Linked DNA regions of Capra hircus: region 2 is linked to region 1. A link is a contact called in public Hi-C data. All regions are on one chromosome and are shown on one strand. The core of a region is the stretch at or near the end of the contact, and the rest is flanking DNA. Distances in the headings are between cores, read along the strand shown.

Region 1 (3,825 bases), core at 652-3,151:
TGAGTTGGTCGGCGTCTTCCATGTATTCAGCGGGGGCGTCAGTCAGGGTCACACCAGCTGCTGTAACTAGTAAAACTCACGACCTCGGTGGCTTGACCACAGCAAGTCATTTCTTGCTCATGTGATGGTGTTGGTGGGGGCCTTGCGCATGGGGGCCCCAGAGCACCAGCCCCTCCCATCCTGAGGCTCCCCTGTCCCCATGGGGCCTCGACAGGGAAAGGGGAGGGCCGCTGGGGGCGCAGTTTTCTGGGGCCCGGCTTGGGAAGGAGGCGGCACATGCCTTCTGTCCATAGGGACAGCACAGTCGTCTGATCACATGGCTATACCTGACTGCAGGGGCCGCCCATGTGCCCAGGAGGGTGAGCACGAGGTGCTTGTTTCACCCCGAGGTCAGCCTTGCTGGAGCCCCAGCACAACAGCCGGCGCTTGCCGCCTAGGTGGCCTTGGCTTTTTCACCGTCTCCGGTTAGCAGCACGTTCTGTTGATCCGATTACTCTCAAAACTGTGGTGTGGGTGTGCATCGCCCAGTCCAACACCAGCATCTCCTCTTCAGAGGCTCAAGTGCAAAACGTTAGTGTTTGCAACGGCTTTCTATTTATGACTTAGCTGTACTGTGCTGCCACCTACTGCTCAAATTTCAGATTTTCTTTTAAACATCATATAACTTCATGAGATGACATGCATTTATGTACTGGCTTTTAAAAAAATAAAATAACTCTAAAAGTATCCGTTCAGAAGGTGTAGAGTAGGAAGCATTCATGACTAAGAGATGTAAGGTGTCATTTCCATGTCCTTTTCCTCTCAAATTTATGCTCCATTACAAAAAGTTTCCTTTAGGATCAGCTTCTAAAACCTGGCTTCCACGCCTTGTTTAGAAAACTGAAAACGTTGAGTAACCTCAACTTTGGTTCTGAGGCTCACCAGTGTAGGAACAGTTTATTTCTGGTTTCTTGGTGCATTTCTTTCTTGAGGTGTGTCCAGCCTCCTGAGAACTTTTACTTGGTTAATTTCTTCGTTTTGTTTTCATGAGGTAATAAATGAATTTAGAAAAGCCTTGTTTTTAACAATAATACCCTCTTGGACTACAGCAGTTTTCTCCGAGAGGAGTATAGTACCACAGCCTTTTGTAGGAAGTTAAGATCAGAAGGTTTCCAGACATCAGGTTTTTCTTACCCTGTCATTTTGTCATGTAAATGAATGCTTGTAACTCTTTCATCCCTTTGATAAGTCAGAAGGGCCATCATCGATGGTTCGCGTGACTGTGAGCGATCGGTGTGTGCGTGTTTACTGTGTTCAGTTAATTCCTCAGCAGCACTGTTGCGTTGTCTCAGTGTTGTCTAGGATAGGGTCTGAACACTGCCTAAGCGAAGCCGCGTCCGGGGCAGGGAGCCCTGAGCTTGGCCATCAGGCTCAGGGCAGGGGTGTGATGGCCGGTGCCTTTCTCCCTGCAGTGAGTCGGAGCCCGGCTCCCGGCAGTGGCCCGAGTCCGACACGCTGTCCGGCTCCCAGTCCCCCCAGTCGGTGGGCAGCGCGGCAGCCGACAGCGGCACCGAGTGCCTCTCGGACTCCGCCATGGACCTGCCCGACGTCACCCTGTCGCTCTGCGGTGGCCTCAGCGAGAACGGAGAGATCTCCAAAGGTGGGTGGGCAGCTTCGTCCGCCCTGGGTGGTGAGCCGTGCCGGGAACGCAGCCCTGGGGTCTCATGGAGGTGGCGGGGTCTCCCTTGGACGTCAGACTTTTCGCCCCTCATTTAGGTGCCTTGGGTTGGGGTGACCCCGCGTGTCGGTGGGTGGGAGAGCTGTGAGCCTAAGGACAGGTTCTTGGGCTGCCCCATGTACTGGGCGGCCAGGGTCAGCTCAGCCCCAGCTGCCTTCTCTTCTGTGAAGTTGCTGGAATAATTGTAGGGCTGGGACCTGGCAGCCCCGAGCCTGAGACATGAGAGGAAGGCCTCACGTTGCCAAAGCTGTCTGCTGAGTGAAATGGTCTTTCTGGCAAAAGTAGCAGGGGTTACTCTGTCCGAGAGTTGGCCCAGGAGAGTCAAGTCACTCATGAGAAGGGGGTTGCTTAGCAGGGCTGGTTCCAACAACCCTGTGGGACTTGAGCACCTGTGTGTCCGACTGTCCTAGCCAGTTCTTTGGCCTTTTCTGGTCTTACCTCCTTTTGTAAACTGAGCTCTTCATGTTTTCTCATGTTTGGCTGGTGGCCCTTGATGGATTTTCCTCTAAGGAAAGATTTTCTGACTAACGTCATCCTTTGTCTTGTGTGTGTGTGGCAGGCTGGGTTGCCCGGGACCTCTCGGCTGGGACTCCCTAAATCTTCTTCTTCTTCTTGGGGTCATGGGGTGATCGTTTTTCCATCTTTTAATTCTGTTTACTTTTTGCAGGAAATTGAGTGTGTTATGGCCAGTGGTTCCTTCTAGGGACGAAGTTAGGTCACGTTATAATCCTCTTAAGCCCTCCCTTTAAAAGTAGAGGTGGAGGAGGGGACATACAGTTTATGTAAAACTGTAAAATTTAACTTAAAAGACTAAATGGCAAGTAAACAGTACATAGATGACCAGGAGGAACAGTCCCAGTGAGAGTTTGCTCTGTTGTTAGAGTTTGCTCTGACTTAAAGGATCGCCTCTGGGAATGGGACAGAAAGTCATGCTTGACCCTCATCTGTCGTGCAGGAACTTGGGATTTGTTTCTTCTTGAGAGACCCTCAGCCAAATTCTGCTGTGTTGGGTTTCTCCGTCCAAGCCCTGTAAGATGCTTGGGTTGTTTCCTCACGTAGCTGCACTTGTGCACTTACGGCTGCAAGACCCCAGGAGTGTTCCCCGGCTATGCTGTTAAAAGTTGCCCACCAGTCCAGGGTTTCACGCCTGCTTATGAGAATGAAACTGAGCAGTTTCCGCTGGTTGTGGAGCTGAGTGTGTGTGAACCCGGGCCTTCACATCTCCCTCCCTCTCACAGCTGTCATCTGTTTGCCTCAGAGTCCCTAGCTTATCCCTTTCTCCTGTTTTTTTTTGTTTGTTTGGTTTTGGGTTCTGTTTTTTCACTGCTATGGAAAGAGTGGTAGACGAGGGGCCGTAGAAAAGAAGTGGTTTGTTTTTCTTGTCCAGGAAAAAAACCACAAACATCTGCCATTTGCTGTTGATTCTCCTAGAAAAGTTAGTTGTTGGGTTTTTTGGTTTGTTTTGAAGTACTTTTTTGATCCTGTGGTCACTTCAGTATGGAGAGAGTATTGTAATAAGCCCACATGGATGTTTATTCTGTAATCTCTAACTAACCAGGTGGTAATTGTTATCTTACCTTGTAGAGAAATTCATGGAGCACATCATTACATACCATGAATTTGCAGAAAACCCTGGACTCATAGACAATCCCAACCTTGTGATACGGATCTATAACCGGTAAATACTCTCGCTCTTTTGTTGCTTATAACTGTTCAGTATTCTTGCAGGTTTTTCTTTCCCTAAGTGCTGTATAGGTTTTAACTATTATATTCTTTCTCACTGTGCCATTTCATGTAAATGAGCTAAATGGGCAGTGACTTAGGTGTGAAGCTCCAGCTTCATTTCCACTGAGGCTTAAAATCCTGCTCTGTTTTACACGTTGTGCTACTTCTCTGCTTGGAGAAGTTTGGCTTGAAGCAAAGATTGCTTATGTGGCAAGAAACTGAGCTGATCACGTCTTCACTGGAAAGAATAAGGACTTTGTTATGACATTTCTGCTTCCTCTCCCGCCCTCTCCTCTCTGACGGTCGTGCCTGGCTTTGCTCTACAGTTACTACAGCTGGGCGTTGGCGGCCCCCATGGTCCTCAGCCTTCAGGTCTTCCAGAA
Region 2 (3,825 bases), core at 470-2,969, 35 kb before region 1:
CCTTAACACACCCCTACAGCTGTGATTTTGAGCCCACGATTCCTACTTTCTTGCACCACGAGATGCCCTGACCCTGGACTTTGTACTGAAGGGCGGTATTTAGCAACCAGGATCTGGGCGCTTGTTTGCTTGTTGCTTCTCATGTCCTTGGTTCTGGATCACAGAGAGAGCGAGGATGTTAAACACACGTTCTGGCCCAGACATAAGCATGTCTGTATGTGTGCCTCTGTCCATGGAGATTTCCGATGCCTGTCCAAGGGTTGGTGTTAGCCTTCTTTCTAGGAAGCTGTATTTTTAGAAGCCTCCCAGGTGTGATGATGACTCAGACTCCAGGATACGAATCTGTGGGTGCATATGGACCCGAAGGCTCTTGTGGCTTTGAGTACTTGGCACTGATAGACGGTCTTCAGCTGGGTAAATCATCATTTCCCGTCCTGGCTTAGTCGTCGCTTCTTACTCTGAAAAGAATTTTTATGCTACTCTTAGCCCTTGTAACTAAGGGATCTCAACCTCTTAGGAGTGGACATCCCAGGTTCTTGTAGTGGAGTAGAAATAGGTCTGGTTTCACAGCTCATGTTCATCGGAGAACCTGAGCACACCTGAGGGAAATGTGTGTTAATAAACATATAGACCACGCAAACAAAAGACAGTTGCTCTGAATTTCACTAAAGCCAGATTTGTCCTAATCCTTGGTTTTCTTTTCAGTAAGGCAGTCTGCATCCTTTTTCTAAAGTGCAGCTCGCTTTCTAAAGCAGGTCTTGTCTCTGTCAGACTTTATGAGGATAAACCCTTCAGGGTGGGGTTGTTGAGGATGTTGGGGTTGTGGACTTCAGGCCTCCACATGCTTGCCAGTTTAGCAGCTGTGAAATCAGTGAAGTGGTTGCAATGAGTGACCTTCAAATCTCGCTGGGGTTGTTCATCTGCCTTGTTTCCCCCTGAACTTAACCAGGTACCGTGTGATGCAAGTGGAGTGCCTTTCAACTCGGATAGTAATGCTTTGGGACAGGTTGAAAATGTGAACTTGCTTTATCTGTGATATTAACTAAGCTTCTGTGAAGCCATGAGAGGAAGACAAATTAAGTTTAACATGTCTTTCTCTAGACCTCCAAACTCCAAGAATATGTTCATTTGTTCCCATCTCACAGCTGTAATTGCATCTGCAGAAGATTCCTGATGCTACTTCCTGACTTCTAGGCCAGTGAGTAAATGGAAAGAACTGTAGATAGTCCGGTATTTGAAAGGAAATTGTGTCCTGCCAACATCTGGACTAAAGTGATGCTCATCACTGAGAATGCCACATATGGTATATAAAGAAACTTGCTAAGGTTGTGTGTCTTTCATATGTGAAAGCAAGCTAGACAGTTTTCCTGCTTCATTTTCAGTTGCTTATAGTTATCAGTGATGACCACCAAAACAGGTTAGCCACGAAGTTTTTTCCTTAGCCAGGAAATTTTAGGGTGAGAACATATTCCTTAAACATAGATTTACAATCATAATGTAATCAAATCTTTAAAGCCACTCCTAATAAAGAGCTTTAACATTTTTCACATAGCATGGGCAGAACGGTGACCTCCTGAAAGCACTTGTGAAGTCCCTTCTTGTGCATAGCTCTGAACATTACGTACGCTTGGCATTGCTGTGCTTAGGAGCGTGTGGCCCCAGGACTCAGGAGCCTGGGCACCTGAGGCAGACATGCCTGAGCTGCGGTCTGTGCTGTCGCTGTGTCGTGGTTTGACTTCAGGTACGTTGGCTGTTTTTTTCCGAGCCCCACGTCTTGCTGGTAGAACGCATGTAACACTGCCTGACCTGCCCGTGCGAGCTCAGCGAGAGGAGGTGTGTGAAGTGGCGTTTGGGAGGGTAAATGTCAGTGTGCCTGCCCTTCACCCGATCGCTTCCCCACTGCCCACATGAGGAAGAACACTGAATTATAGCTTATGTTATGTGTGGCTTCTCAAGGATGTGTGTAGTTCAGAATGTTAGGGCACGAACAAATGAAGAATTTGAATTTTCCCCAGTGTAAGTGAATCGAAGTAACTCACGCATATGAATGAAAATCCTAACTCATGAAACGGTTCAATTATTACCACTTTGTAAAATGATTTATGGAGGGATTTATTTTATTAGCAGACTCCCCTGGGTGCACCAAAGGTATCTTTAAAACAATACCACTCCTAAGTATTTATCCAAGGGAAGCGAAATTATGTCCATACCAAAGCCTGTTCAGTTCTAGTAGCTTCATTTGTTCGTAGTCTCCCCAGACTGGAAACAACCCAGAGTTTCTCAATTGGTGGATGGATAAACAAACTTTAAGACATCCTTACAGTGGGATGCTACTCAACAACAGCAAAGAATGAACTGCAGATCCCTGCAAGAATGCTAGTCAGTCTCAATACATGATGCTAAATGGAAGAAGCTGTAGTCCGAAGGGCATGTACTCAGTGGCTCCATCCATGAAACATTCTGGAAAAGCCAAGATTATAGGGACAAAGAACAGGTCATTGGTTGGCTTGGGGTGGGGTAAAAGGATGGGCTACGAAAGGGCGTGGGGGCATTTGAGGCAGCAGTGCAGTTCTGTGTCTTGACTTTCTTGATTGTAGTGACTTTTTCATGGTTGCATGGTTAAAGCTGTATACTCTGAAAGGGTTAATTTTACTCCTTGCAAAGTACACGTCACTTTTAAAATCTATTTTGAATAGTTCAAAGTACAGCTATATTTCATAGCAGAGTTGGCATAAACATTTAGCTGTTTTTCATGTATTGATAGGTATAACCATTACACAAGGGTTGGCTAATATCTTTCATGATTAATTATAAACAGAATCCTAAACTCAGCACATATCTTAATGAATTTACTTCCACACTTCTCTCTCTCGTGACATTCCGATCTCTCACCTCAGGGACAGGTAGATGAGAGCTGGCCATACTGCACCCGTGGCAGGAAGAGTGAGAACGAGTTGCCAGAAAGCTGCGTTGCTTTGTGGTTTGAGGAGTAAAGGGGAAAGCGGTGAGGAGAGAGACGCGGGAGTGAGAAGCGTTCCGTTCTGGAGCTGTGGGTGTGAAGCACATTCGGTCAGGGGGGAGGTGTGAAGGTTGAGGAAAGTCCTTGGGGCCTCCTTGTCCTCATGTGCTGCTTGCCACTGATTTTGTTACGTGAAGTCGAAGGATAGGTGTCAGATTGAGCCTGTAGTTCCCCTTGTGTGTGCTCAGTCACTCAGTGGTGTCTGACTCTTTGTGACCCCGTGGACTGTAGCCCTCTAGGCTCCTCTGTCCATGGGATTCTCCAGGCGAGAACACCGGAGTAGGTTGCCACTTCCTTCTCCAGGGGATCTTAGCTACCCTAGCTTTGTTGGCAGTTTTCTGGAAGGAAATGAATGCCCCGGGTACATTGCTGAGCCTCAGGAAAATGAAACTACCGTGGCCGGCCGTTCACCGTGACGGCTGCGCCTTGTGGTGTTGGGCGCTTTCCTGTAAATGGTCTGTCTGCTAGAAAAGGACGAACTAAGTGTGTCCTTTGTCATCTGCTTTCTGTGACCGTCTTGCGCAGCACCCGACTTACCCCAGGCTGTGGGCTGGGTGCTCTGCACTGGGACCTGCAGACCTGCACGGATGTGCTTTGTTCTCATGGGGGTATTTTTAGACTCACCCGTCGGAGGCGGGTGTCATTCTTAACTGTCACCCACACAGACTAGATTTATGCAGGCTTTTTCTCCGAGTTCTTCAGCGGCGTCGGGAGAAAAGCGTTGATTTCTAAACATCTGAGCACGGCTTGTGGAACGATGGGTTGGCCTCCACTGTTGGCATTTTTAAAGAATATATGCATGTGTT

The links. A called contact is a pair of places that touch in the nucleus more often than the background predicts.
Region 2: a Hi-C map of blood shows a contact between it and region 1, with 1.7 times the contacts expected there. The contact joins two enhancer-like sites. A contact is called at or near these places in 2 of 5 Hi-C or Micro-C datasets (blood and liver).

Annotation. Positions count from the first base shown.
Region 1 is chr24:37,526,342-37,530,166 of ARS1.2, reverse strand. It overlaps LPIN2 (phosphatidate phosphatase LPIN2), which reads left to right. Exons shown (of 20, transcript XM_005697070.2): 9 at 1,452-1,639; 10 at 3,302-3,395; 11 at 3,769-3,825. Among named protein-coding and RNA genes, the nearest start is that of EMILIN2, 73 kb to the right of the region's middle. Within about 2 kb of position 1,901, at least 2 of the 5 cell types and tissues checked have an H3K27ac peak or open chromatin away from gene starts, as enhancers often do.
Region 2 is chr24:37,560,680-37,564,504 of ARS1.2, reverse strand. The region is part of intron 1 of LPIN2 (phosphatidate phosphatase LPIN2); the gene reads left to right. Among named protein-coding and RNA genes, the nearest start is that of LPIN2, 50 kb to the left of the region's middle. Within about 2 kb of position 1,719, at least 1 of the 5 cell types and tissues checked has an H3K27ac peak or open chromatin away from gene starts, as enhancers often do.